Linked DNA regions of Rattus norvegicus: region 1 is linked to region 2. The links are chromatin contacts, called in public Hi-C maps. All regions are on one chromosome and are shown on one strand. Each heading gives the region's core, a stretch centred on a gene start, on an enhancer-like site or on the middle of the called end of the contact. The rest is flanking DNA. Distances are from core to core; before and after follow the strand shown.

What was found. Hi-C and Micro-C count contacts between places; a contact is called where the count stands out from the background.
Region 1: a Hi-C map of the A7r5 cell line shows a contact between it and region 2, with 4 times the contacts expected there. The contact joins two enhancer-like sites. A contact is called at or near these places in 12 of 12 Hi-C or Micro-C datasets (the A7r5 cell line, the Rat2 cell line, Schwann cells and 7 more) and 1 of 1 datasets of contacts at active chromatin or transcription factors (oligodendrocytes).

Annotation. Positions count from the first base shown.
Region 1 is chr9:24,763,622-24,770,401 of GRCr8, reverse strand. The region is part of intron 7 of Cyp39a1 (cytochrome P450, family 39, subfamily a, polypeptide 1); the gene reads left to right. Among named protein-coding and RNA genes, the nearest start is that of Cyp39a1, 37 kb to the left of the region's middle. Within about 2 kb of position 4,676, at least 3 of the 93 cell types and tissues checked have an H3K27ac peak or open chromatin away from gene starts, as enhancers often do. A contact at or near this core is called in the A7r5 cell line, where this site is marked.
Region 2 is chr9:24,606,325-24,613,425 of GRCr8, reverse strand. The region is part of intron 2 of Rcan2 (regulator of calcineurin 2); the gene reads left to right. Among named protein-coding and RNA genes, the nearest start is that of Rcan2, 62 kb to the left of the region's middle. Within about 2 kb of position 4,040, at least 4 of the 93 cell types and tissues checked have an H3K27ac peak or open chromatin away from gene starts, as enhancers often do. A contact at or near this core is called in the A7r5 cell line, where this site is marked.

The DNA.
Region 1 (6,780 bases), core at 3,427-5,926, 160 kb before region 2:
GACAGACACAGCACACTCAGGGTGCTTTGAATCTGATGCGATTTTACTGAAATCTGCTTTGTGGTTATATACAGTGCTTGAACAGGAGCTAATTTTTTGGCCCCTTGCCAGGGTACACTCAAACAATAACCAAGAAAAAGTTTAACGGTTTATATGAAGTTCAGAACAGAGAGCAAGAGAGGAAATAAATTTTCCTGAGAATCAGACTGGTGCCAGACGGTGGTCATAAACCTCATTTACCTCAATCTCTAAATATCATCTCTCGGATAACAACAGGACAGCCAGCCAGTAAGGAATCTTTAGTCTTTTACTCTCTCAGCCAAAATTTATGTAATCGTCTTTTTAAAGATAGGAAAGTTACTTTTGATAATAGGCAAGCACGGGGATGTTATCTGGCCAAGTGTTCTATAAAATTTAAAGAATAATATAATACTCTCTTTTCTTCAATATTAACTCATCTATCACCTTCTTCATCATATGTCCCTGTGTAGGGCAATGGCTCTGCAGTGGTCCTGTATCTACTCATGCTGTTTTTACCTAAAGGAAGGGCCCACCACCTTCCTCTAATTACATAATGTTTTCTTCCATGTAACTACTTGACAGGAATTCCTCCATATTTGGATTTTTTTTTATAATTGATGGGACTTTCCCCTCTAATAGCTACCGCCTTAATTCTTTCACTATCTAGGAGGTCTGGATTATCCACAGTTGATTCTTCCTGTTGTAAGTTATTGATCACAACTCTTAGAGTTTCATTCTGTTTCTACTTAATTTTTGCTAGTGGCATGGCCCATAAAGACCGAATCAGGTCTCGACGTTCCCATTAGTAGAAAAAGAAACAAAAGAGCCAGTGTGTAGCTCCCGATCGTACCTATTCGAATCAGCTAGGCAGAAAGTCGAGGAGGAAGTGGCCAAGTGTCTCCAGGAGACCAAGTTCCGAGGAACACGCATCTCAGGCCTGCTGACCACGATTGTTTCCTGTCAGACAGGCAGCTGGCCCAGCAGACGCAACTTCAGATCCTAACACTATGGTACTTGGCTTGTGTGCTCCCTGAAGTCGGTTCAGTGAGTTTAGTGGGGTCTTCAAAACAGCACAGATTCACTTACACTCTGAACCTGTGTGCCTCCTACTATGTGCATGTCAGGTGCTTTCAGCATTGAGACCCCTGCCCAGCTCCTGCTCTCTACTTGTGCAGAGCCTCCTGGGCAGCCTCATAGGGAGCTTAGCGTGTTTTCGGAGCTTTCTTGAGTGTGAGTGGACAGATGAATGGCCTTTGCTTGTATAGGAATACAGACCTTGTCAAAGCCACCACAGACAACTCACTCCCTACACTTTGAGTCTCTTCCTTGTAGCTTATCTGTTGTGTGTCCCATCTACTGTCTACGGCCTCAGGTAGCTGCAAAAGGGAACCTTTAAAGATGTTTCTCCCAGCACCCCTCAGGACGAGAATCCCTACCTTTTCTGCTTTAGAAGTGTGGAAGACTCTAACAATGGTTATGTTCTTGGTGCCTATCTTCGGGGAGGAAAGACAATGGTCACTGTAATACGTGAATAAACCAAGACTGTCAGCAGGTGCCAAATGCCATGCAAAGAAGACGACAGAGTTGAGTATGGGCAACCACCAGTGCTAAGATGGGAAGGTGTGCTGGTTAGGCCATCAGCTTTGGCCATAATGGCAAGACGGATTTGAGCAAGGACTTGAATCAGTTTGGGGTTAGACAGGTAGGAGTCTGGAGGGAGAGACAGCTGGTGTGATCACACTGTGTGCCCACAGGTTCTACAGTTACGTTAAAAAGGTCTTGTCATCTATTCCCCAGCAGAATGGGTAGGAAATGGGTTCACTATGTAGAGAGAGGAGTTCTAAGGTACCATCCACTTCTACCAAGGGCTTTCTCTTCCCCCTGATGAGCGCATTTGCTCTACGCCCAAGCCCCTCTTTCTTACCACAAGAACTTGCCTAGCCCATGACTTTAACTTTTCATTTTACTTGGCCGTCTACTCCCGAGTCATTTCTAGAAATTTCTAATATGAAGAGCCTACTGATGATATCACGGCAGACACTCCGAGGAGATGTATCCTGTCCCACCCTTTCCCTCTCTCCCTTTTCTGATGCCGTGGCGACCATGTTCCTTTCTGTCCCATGACTCCTCCACTTATTTCCCAGAACCTGGCCCTGCTTCCTTTTCCAGATCTCTGGTTCTGCTGGTCTCTGTACTGTCAGCAGGGTTTCTAACAGGAGCTTTCCTGCAGATCTAGACTGTTTTGTTTGTTTGTTTTAATCTTAATAAATTTGTTAAAATGTTGTGGAATTTCCAGGAGGGCTGGACGTGCTGTGCCCAGGAAGGCATAGCCAGAGACTGTGCTCCCAGCCAGGCCGCAGACTGTCTGGCAAGCCCAGTTCGCCCACTAATGCCAAGCACACGGTGACACTGGCAGGGGACACTAAATGACATTGTGTCCCTGGGAACTTCAGCCTGTGAAATCTGAAATTGGTGCCCAGCAAATCAAAATCTTAATCTCCTTTCCTTTATATCATTAGCTTTTTCTTCCCCCTCCTGCTTTTTATTTTATTTTTTTATTCATGTGTAAGTATGTGTCCAAGTGTGTGTGTATGTATGTGTGCATGTGTGTGCGTGTGTGTGTGTGTGTGTGTGTGTGTGTGTGTGTGTGTGTGTACTAGTCGCTCTACAGAGAACACATGCAGGGGCCAAAGGAGGGTGTCAGGTGTTCTCCATCTGGCTGTACCTGTTTGTTTTCTCAGCTAGCCTGGAAGCCTGTAGTTCTCAAGGATCCCCTGTCTCCACCCATTTTGGGGCTGGAGTGGCAGGCATTCACTGAACTTCTGGCTTACCGTGGTCCTGGAATCCAAACTTGGATCCTCGTGCTTGCACAGCAAGCTCTCTTGGCTTAGACAAACCGTCTCTCCAGCCCACAGCTGGCAATTTTAAACCACAGTGCAATGCCTACCTGAACTCTCTGTGTGCTAGCCAGAAACAAATGTTTATTCCCTTTACTTTTTTAGTTAAAGAATACATAAACTGATTGTTTAAAGCGACTTGGATTCTCTGTTCTAATGAGGTTCCCTCCAAATATCTATCTCCGAAGAAATTTCATCTATTCTCAGAAGGGTGAGCATTGCTTTGCCCACAGAACTGAAGAATAAAATTAAATTACTTATCTCTTGGCTTCAAATCAAGCTGTATATTAAATTTTGTCTTAGTTATTATTTGTTCTTATAAACATATCTTTTTATTTTGTCTTCAAGATAGGGTTTTCAGTATATCCCAGGCTAACCTTGAACTCACAGAGAAGTCCACTTTTGATTTACAGGAATCCTTCCAAGTGCTGGGAGCACAGACCATACCACCCCGGTGTCTGTAGGTTTGTTTAAGTAGCATCACACTCACCCACCATTAGGGTTTTCTTTCTTCATCCTGGCGGAACACTGACGTCCATGTTTAGATGCTTCTTGAAGCATCTATTCATTTCACATTTCTCAAGATAACAGTGAAGTAACCCTGGACCACAAACGCCTAGCCAATTCAGCAGGGGCACTCCTGTTCCTTGGCTTGCAACCTAAAACCACCTGTGCTTTTAATATTTAGATTCTGTGCTGTGTCCACTGTGTTAGGGGCCATTTTCTTTCCTCATTTAGGAGTTCCTCACTGGGAATTTGCCCATCGGCAATGCTCTCTCAGTCTTAACTAGCAGAGAGCGGGCAGGTAAAAATCACTAGTGTTGATTTTATCAACATTTTTATGTATTCGCTCCACTTTTTAACCATGGGCCCATGCATTCACAGAACCTCCTTTTTCTACCTATAATCTTACTATGCTTCATTTCAAGATGAGATTTTTGACCCCACCCCATCAATTTACAAGGAATAGGATTCATGAACACAAATACACCCAGGTAGGATTGATTCCTTGAAGGACAAGTCATAGAATGTGCATGCAGAAATGTCCGATTTGGGGCTGGAGAGAAATCTCAGTGGTTAAGAGCCCTCCCTGCTCTTACAGAAGTCGAGAGTACCATCCCCAGTAGGACCACATCAGGTGATCCACAGGCTCCTTTTAACTCTGGGTGTGCAACACTGCTGCCCTCTTCTGGACTCTGTGGGTACCTGCATTCATGAGCACACATCCATACATAAACATGAGACTAAAAAAAGAAACCTTTAAAAAAAGAGTTGGTTTCAGTCAGAAGTAGAGCTGTGCATTTTCATCCTGTTAGTCATAAAACTTGTGACTTCGAAGAAAACAGGAAAAATCTTATCCACAGCCAATAATATTTTTATTCTTGTTTGTTTTGTTTTTGTTTTGGGTACTGTTACGTTCAATGGAACAGCAATCCCGATGGACACTGTAGGGTGGCCAGGTGCCAATACAGAATGATCCCAACTTTGATAATAAATATATACATGTCTGCAAACTGGCCAAATCCAAATGAATCCTAGCCCCAGGGTGACACTCTAGGTGGCCATGGCACTGCCCTCACTGGCTTCATTGGCTCACTGGTCCTGTTTTAGTACATCCCAACATTCGCACTAACTCCAAGTTCAGTGGTCCAACGTCACTTGCACGCTAACTCTGTTTCTCTCCCCTTGGATGCATTCTCTGTATGCTCTTGCAAGCCAATAACAGCATTCTTGAAAGATTCCATCGGGCCACTTCAGCTGACTTAATAAGCTTACTCATTACTGTCCCCCCAGTTAGCCAGAGCTCTATGGCTGATAATCAGTGTGATAGCTGTAATGGATCCTTTTGGTTCTTTATGTGACAAGTTGCCCCAAATAACGAAGAAAAAAGTCAAGTAATAGAGCCAAGATTACTGCAGTGGAGTTATGGACACAGGACACTTAGTTTATTAAAAGTCTCCATTCCCACTTGAAATCTGATAGCCTGAATCTAATATGGGGATTTAGAGGCTAATGCATATCATACAGGAAATATTTCCTAAGGCTCATTTTCCTTTGCTAGCCTGGCCTGTGTAGGCTGGCTTGGCCCTAGGATACAGTAAATCACACGGGACGTTTATTGCAACAATGTTTCTCAGTCGCCAGCCTTGAAAACTGTATCTATTTACAAAAGCAAGAGGTTTCATCTGACCTACCCTAAATTTCAACTTTTCCAACCCACATACATAATTTATCTTTTTCTCCTTCTTAGCCCTAGGGCTAAGATGGAGTCATTTTGGAACACACAACCTGAGAACTCCAGCTCCCAACTCCAGCCATGCAGACGTTCATGCATGATAATGGACTGGCTTAGGTAGGGTTTCCATTGCTGTTAAGAGACACTATGTCCAAGGCAACTCTTTTAAAGGACAATGTTTATTTGGGGCTGGGCTACAGTTTCAGAGGTTCAGTCCATTATCATCGGGGAGGAAAGCATGGCAGCATCCAGGCAGACATGGTGCTGGAGGAGCTGAGAGTTCTATGTCTTGACATCAAGGCAGACCGGAGAAGACTCCATTCCACTGCTGCTGCTGTTCTTGGTGATCATCCCGTGGTACTGGCATCTTCAGTACACTGGGGAACTGATAAAAGGAATTTAAAACAGAATCAGAGAGAATACTGAGGACTGTCTTTTATTAGAGTTTGAGAGGAGCCCAGAGGGCAAGCTTTATAGAAGCCCTGGCAACAGCTGAGAGGAGGAAGAAGGGTAAAAGGAAGGAATTATGTCCTGCCTCCTGGGCCTGGGTTCAAATGGGAGCTAGGAAGGTGAGGGCAGCTGCAGAAGTTGCAGGGGGTTGAGAGCAAGAGTTGAGAAAGCTCACACTGTCAAGGGAAGTGTGCTTAGGATTTGGAACAGTCTATAAAAACCAAAGAGAAAAAAGAGGGGAAAGTATTTATTTGCACACATAGCAATAATGTGCTAGATGCAACTTCCTCGAGGGAGGGCTTCTGTGGGGTAAAGAGTATTTTCTCCTTAAGGGGTAATTATCCCTCCCATTCCATTGGCTTATTATCTTCCAGTAAATCCTCTGTTGTTTTGTTTTGTTTTCCTTTTGTTTTTTTTTTGAGGCATGGTCTCCTGACCAGGTGATTGACAGGTGTTGTTAAATGAGCTCTAAGAGAAAGGGACCATGGTATGTAAAATTCTAGACTTTGAGATGGATCATAATGGCATGTTTCCACACAGATCCATTTTTTTTCTGACCAATAGACCTCATCAAAGCACACCTCCTCACACGATATTTTTCAATCTTAAAGAGGGAAAATGTGGTGCTTCCTTTTCTCCTGTTACCAGGGAAACGGGAGGTTAAGGTACTCCAAGACTGATGTCTATTTAGCTACCTAATATTAGGACTAAAGAAATATTTCTTCTACATATTTGTTATATATAAATATGTGTGTGTGTGTGTGTGTGTGTGTGTGTGTGTGTGTGTGTGTGTGTATCTATTTGGGTGAGGAAAGGGGCTTAAAATATGAAAAAGCAGTGGAATTATTCTGAAGTCCTCTTTTGGTGTTCTGGTTGACTCATGTTCCTTCTTAAGTCCAAGAAATTATAGTTTCGTGATTTATTTTAGAGTCTGTTCCTTTTCTTCCTGCCTGGGTGACTCCTACCCACCCTTCTAGGCTTATATGAATTCCAGCCACAAGCAAGAGGAGATGAATTCCACTGATGCCTGAATCCTCTGCTCTGAGACGTGTATTATAGTTGTTTATATCCTCACAAATTGTCCTGTGCTCTAGTGTCCAGGGTCCTGTAAGGCTATGACTTTTGTCATTTTTGACTCCATGCTCTTCTTTGGAAAACTGTGGGATATGAGCACAT
Region 2 (7,101 bases), core at 2,791-5,290:
TCTGAATTGCTCTAACCTTGAGGGCTCTGTGAGACACCGAATCACCTATAGGATTTATGTGCCTGGCTGGTGACAAGCCAGGAGTAGGCATTCACTTTCTTTGTTTTTCTGCTGCTGGTTCCATCTGGGATGGATAGGCGTCAATAACTAATTCATTCTATCTTTTCTTTTTAAAATGTTTGTTTACCTTGTACTTTTAATGTTTTTTTTTACTTGTACTAGTTTGAATACATAATTAATATGCACGGGTGCAATATATTTACCCATATTTGGCATCCTTTATCCTTTTATTATTTTTTACATTTTTTGTTTTAAATACATCCTGACCACAGTTTCCCCTTCCTCCAAACCTCCCAGTCTCTCCCAGATCTCCTCCTCCTCCTCCTCCATTTCCCCTCAGAAAATAGCAGACTTCCCAAGAATATCAACGGAACAGGATATAACAAGATACAGTCAGACTAGGCAAAAACCTTTATGTAAAGGCTGGGCCAAAGAACCCACTAGGAGAAAACAGGTCTCAAAAGCAGGTAAAAGGGTCAGAGGCAACCCCAACTCTTACCAAGCTAAAGAACTGTACTATCTATGCGGATGACTTAACCCAGACCCATGCAAGCTCCGTGATCATTGCTCTGGTCTCTGTGAGCCGCTGTGAGCCCCGTTTACCTGATTATGTGGCCTGTGTTCCTCTGGTGTCCTCCTCCCCTCGGCTCCTATAATTCTTCCTCTCCCTTGAGCTGGAGAGATGGTTCAGTGGTTCAGAACACTGGCCACTCTTCCAGAGGACCCGGGTTTAATTCCCAGCAGCTACATGGCAGCCCGCAATCTGCTGTTAATTCTTAAAATATGTGTATGATATATGTGTGCATATGCCTAGGCGTGTACGCATGGAGGTCAGAGGACCACCTTGGGTGTTGGTCCTCACCTTCCACTCTGTTTATCTTGTTACAGCCTCTGCGTACCAGGAGAGCTGGCCAGCGAGCGTCCAGGGATTCTCCTCTCCTTTTTTATTCCCCAGGAGCTCTGGAATTGTAGATGTGCAGTTACAGTTTCTGTGCTTCTGAACTCAGGCTTGCATTACACAGTAGGTGCTTCACTCATCAAGCCATTTCCCAGTCTACATAGTAGGTGCTTCATTCACTAAGCCATTTTCCAGTCTGCCGTCTTCATTTCTAAATGTTTTCATCAGTGTTTCAGGGCTGGTAATGCCTGGTAAACGGAAGCGCTCTTCCCTCACAGACAGTGCTGGGAAGCAAGGCAGCGGCCAAGAGTGTCCTTTGGCTCTTGCTTGAACTTCCCAGCAGCAAGTCCCTCTCAGCTCACCTCCTGCCTCCGTATTCTGCTGCCTTCACTCGTTAATTATTTACACCGGCCATGTCTTTGCTGCTAGAGATCGCTACCCTGATTGACAGCATCTGAGGCTCGCTATACAAAAGTATTCTAAAGGCTGGTATCGGGGAAATATCACCTTTTTTCCTTTTCCTTCCTCTCTCAATTTTTAATAACCCTTAGAATCTGCAGCTAATAGCCACTTTCAGATCTCTCGTCGGTTGTTTCCCATTTCGTCTTCTTGGCACGAAGACGCTGGGAATTTTCTATTACACGTCCCTTTGAAGAAAGCCATCTTTTACTTCTTGGTGAGAATAAATAAAAGAGTGAAGTCACACCTATTGGGTGGTGGTGGTGGTGGTTGTGAATCTAAACACCATGAGAAGGCGACTTTTAAACACACATTTTTAAATTTCCTTTTGGAAGAAGGAGGAGGCTGGAACACTGCAAATCGAGTACATCTTCAATCAAATACCACTTACATCCTCATCTCTCCCTAACCAACTTTATCAAGACTTACTTGCCAGCCGTACACTAGGAAGCATCCTTATTCTATCCCCCAAGTGAGCAGTCTCCTTCAGCTGGGCATTGGCATCTTCTGTTTATATCTTAGGAAGCAGTCATTACGCCAAATACCAAACTCTTGCCCACTTCCTTCCAGCCGCCTCTACCCTCAGGCCCGTTTGGTTGAGCCAAACCAGCTGTACCCAGTTTTAACTAGAAACTCCACCTCCTGCACCATTCACATACCAATCCCGAGGTGCTGCCTCGTAAACATCTCCTATGCGTTTACTTTTATCCCTGGTGGAAGCTGTGGGCATCTCTCCCTAGGCTACAGTACTGGCTGCTATCCGGGTCTCCATCTAGCCCGCTCAGACTGATTTTCACTCCCCACTGTAAATTGGATGGGTTGGGTTAGTATCGCTTTCCTCAGAGTTCATATCCAGTGTCCGTGCCCCACCCAAAGCCTCCTCCTTCCCTCAGGATAAAGGTCAGTGTTCATAGTTTAACTCGCAGATCTTAACCCACCTCAAGCACTTTTCTCATACTCTAGCCCTGCCTTTCCGTCTCCAGACATGTCAGTTGCCTCTGTCCTCTCTCTTTTACGCATGTTGCATGCCCCTCGGGCCTTTGCATTTTTGTCTGCCAGCATCCACTATTCACATCCTCAGTCCTATCCTTCCCGGCACAGCCTGGGACCACTCCCCACCCCCTGGCACAGAACTGGTCTGGCGTATACTTTTACTGAGGAGATGGGTTTGTAATACCTTCCGTTTGGTCCCTTCTGGTCCTCTTTGTACGAGTGAAAGCATTTCACGTGCAGCCTGTCTAGCTCTCGCAGAAATTAAAACACTCATTAATCTTTGACTGATCTTCAATATAATAAGCAAACCGATGGGTTCCCCACAGCCTTATGGGATTCATTTCAACTGGCCCTTCCAGCAAATGGGGGAGCGAAAAGATGAGCAGTCCTGCAGCAGCTCGTTAACGCCAACAGAGGTCTCTTGTCATCAGAACTAGAATCCTTGGCATTTGTCTCCAGATCCAGATGTCTGTATGGTGGTACCAAGCCGCCTCTTGGGTGGCCGGTTCCAAGTGTGACCCGTAGGCTTGACTGTAGTCTGTTATTCATTTACAGTTCATGATAATAATTCATGGTACAGTTCACGTTAACAGGAGCACTTAGGTACAGTTCTATAGAAACCTCTTTCACACTCCTGTCTTTCCTGTCACGCAGTGTGGTTTAGTTTCAAAAACCATCCCATGGACCTGAAAGATGGCTCAGGAGTATAGAACATTCTACTCAGTCTGCCAGCCTGAGTTTCATTCCCAGAACCCACAGGATGGCAGGAGCGTCCTGACTCCTTCAAGCAGGCCTCTGACATTCACAGGGGCACTGTTTATCTCTGCCTTCCCAGAGCAGGACTGCGTGCATGTCTCTGCACCCAGCTTCTTGCATTCGTGCTGAGGATTTGAACTCAGGTCTTCAGACTTGTGTGGTAGCCATTTCCCCAACCCTCATCAAGGGGTCTCCTGAGGGTGGGAAGAAAGCATAGGGAAGAAGGTTAACTGATTCAGCAGTGGAAGGGACTGGATGACCAGTTCAAATGCTCCGTGAGGGAGAAACTTGCTAAAAGCCTCTCACAGAGGCCAGGGAGCTCTGGCTATGGAAGGTCAAACACAATGAAGGGAGCCGGTGGATATTGAAAGAGAAGCCACCCTCTTCTATCTCCGGCTTTGAGTGATTGCTTTCTAGGCCAGAGATGAAAGATCCTTTCCTGGAAAAGTCTAAGCCATTGCTTCATAGAAAAGCCCAAACAAAGCATTTGATCGTTCCTTTAGTCAACAAATAGCTCTTGAGCTCCGACTATGTTTTTGTCATTGTTGAGACCATGATGAGGAAGATGTAAACTGTATGACCGTCCATAGAACCTTTGAGAGGGAGACACACACAGAGACACTCAAAGATGTCATACAGAGAAAGGCAGAGGGGTGGAAGATGAATACATGAAGAAGTACAATATGATTTTCTTTTAAATGTTTACAAAGGTTTATTTCATTTTCTGTCTGGGTGCTTTGTCTCAGTGCACTTTTGGGCACCACCTCAGCCTGGAACTGGGAGCCACATTAACCCCTTCCTACCTTGAAGCTGGCACTTGTCAGGGTATTTATAGCAACAGGACTGGAACTAGAACACTGTTGCTTTAATTTCTTTTCTCTGTTGCTGGACTATTCACTGAGGGGGAACATGAGAAGTTTGCTGTATGTTGTAGGATGAGCTGCCTTTCCTTTCTCTCCCCATTCCCCTCCCTTTCTTTCCCTCCTCAAACCAAGCACTTCTCCTTGGGCAGTACTCACAGGGATGGAGTACACACACACACACACACACACACACACACACACACACACACACACCCTGCTCCCACTCCACCCTACCGTGGCACACTGGTTTAATTACAGGGGTTAGTGTGGTTGGAGAAACACATTTTTTTTTTTACCTGTTAGAAAATGCCTTGAAGACTAAAAAGAATTACATTTTAAATAAGTTGAAAAAAAATAAAAGGATATTGCATCCAAGGAGGAGAGAGCTTTGTGCTTAGAGATGACTTAGAGATTACAGGAATCCAAAATTAAAACTTAGGAAAGGTCTTGTCAGCGGAGTGGAATGCAATTAGGGAGTTATTTTATGGATGTTTAGAAACGCTCCGAAGAATTCCGATCCATTTAAAGTGGCATTCAAATAACAATAAAATTCTGCAGGAAGAATATGTGACACACCTTTGAAAGAAGTCATCAGTTTCCAGCTGAGCCAGCTTGGGACCTTGGGAGCTTCAGAGGAGCGGCAGAGAAATGGAATGTCTGCACCCCTGAAGATCAAAAGCTTTGTCAGACACTCGCTGTTCCTTTTCTTTCTTTCCTCCTTTCTTTCTTTCCTCCTCCCTCCTTTCTTTCTTTCTTTCTTTCTTTCTTTCTTTCTTTCTTTCTTTCTTTCTCTCTCTCTGTCTGTCTGTCTGTCTTTCTTTCTTTCTTTCCTTCCTTCCTTTTTTGGTAAACAGGCATATAAATGACTTAAAAAAAAATCTAACCATAGTTCTTCATACTTCACATAGTCTACACTGTAATTTAACAGTTTTTTAAACTGTAGAGAAATAAGCCAGCAGAGATGCACAGCACAGTGCGAAATAGATACAAAGGCCTTTTCTGTTTCTTTCTGTTTAAAAAAAAAAATCTGGATAGTTAGATACACGTTTTCATGAACGTCTCTTTGCCGGGCTACTGTCCACAAGGGTTGCCAAGACTCAGGCACTTGGGAGGGCAGCCGTATTGCTAGACGATTCTGCCCATTTCACTCAGGTTCGCACACAGAATTGTCTAGAAGCTGCAAGCTCCATGACAGCATTACTTCTCTGAGTACTCATTGCACAGTCTTGTGTTTGAAATTGTTTGCCTTAATATTCACTATAGCAACTGAAAGCTGATACACTCCTTTTTTTTTTTTTTCAAGACTCCTCCAACATCATTCATGATATTCCAAGCACAGTGTGTATGGAGACCAGAATTTGAAAGCTGGTATCTCTGAGGTATAATGGATAATCTTGAAGGACTTGCTGATACCTAATGCCTGGGAGGTTGGGAATTGTTTATGTAGCCTTGGAAATTTAGATTCCCTTTAGGTATCAGTACTTGGTATGTGTCATGTGACCATTGGCTCATGGATTTCCTTTTAGTCTCCTTAGAATCAGAGCTACTTAACCCTTTTTGACTCTTTGACTCCTCTCTGGGGCTCAGAGCAGGAGCCAGAAATGCTCACACTGAAACATTGCTAACCCTGCTCTGTGGACTCCCTGCGACATCCTAGCATCTTGGTCAGAGGATAGCCAACTAAAGGACTCCCATATGAACTGCTAGCTTCATTATCTTGGTTTGCTCTCTGTCTGAACAACTGTTCTCTTAGCTCTGGGTTAAAGCAGGTGAGCAGGTGGGTGGCAGGGTTTAGTGTGAAGAGATCATCTATCTCACTCAGAAAGAAAAGCAGAATGTTCTAAGTCAAATCTAGCATTGGGAAGGTTGAGGTCAGACAATAGGTGCTGGGAGTGGGTGGACAAGCTGAATTTGGGTCAAAGGCAGTGAATTTTCATGCTTGTTTTGTGGCCTTTGCTGGAGAGGCAGCCATCAGAGTGAGTGAGAAGGGGGCTATTGGGGCTGGAGAGATGGCTCAGCTTTTCAGAACACAGGCTGCTCTTCTAGAAGACCTGAGTTCAGTTCCCAGCACCCACATGGTGACTCACACCCATCTGTACCTGCTGTTCCAGGGGATCTGATGTCCTTTTGTGTCCTCCCAGGGCATTGGGTGTGCACATGGTACACAGACATGTATCTAGGCAAAACACCCATACACACAAAATAATATTTTTTAAAGGGGGATATATGAGTGGAGTTTAGGAGGGTCAGAGTGTTTTTGGATTTCAGTTCCTCCAGTTGCTCACTCTGCAACCTTTAAAGAGCCCTGGGACCTGTCTGTCCTTTACAGTGTACAGTAGATGTGATAATGGTATTCCCACCTCTCCGATACGATTGTTTTGAAGTCAATTGAACAGATACTGGGTAACACCTCTTTTAAATGCTTGCTCTTAGTAAGTTGTGCATAAGTTAATGTGTAACCACTAGTGTGTGTACGTGCTTGTGGGGGTCAGAGGTCAGCTTCAGATGGTGCTCCTGAGGTGGTTTCTAACTTACCTGGGACTTCGCCAAATCAAGCAGCCTGTGAGCTACTTAGCCTGTGAGATTCCTGGGATTTACCTGTGTTTCCAATCTGGTCCTTGCCAGGACAGCAGGCAGTCATGCTTGACTTTGCCTTTGACATGGGTTTGAGTTCCTAACTCAGACCCTAACCCGTGTGAGGCAGGTGACTTATCTGACGGAGCAATCTTTCCTAAGCCACATTGTGTTGCCTTCAGTAGAGACTGTCAGGGTTAATAAGTGGATTGTGAGTGAAGGGAAGATTCAGGCCTGCCAGACAGAGGTGGCTCAGCAGTAAAGGACATGATGGCTTTACAGAAGAGCTGGATTCAATTCCTTCCCCAGTGGGTGGCTTATTGCTACCTCGAATTCTAGCTCCAGGGGATCTGACACACTCTTCTGGCCTCTTCAGGCACCCGCACTTGTGTGAACATCCCCAACTCACTGACATTTACACAGAGATACAATTAAACAATGAAACAAAACTTTAAAGAACAGGGAGCAGGGTCGGTTGTCTTCAATGAGGAGAGAAAG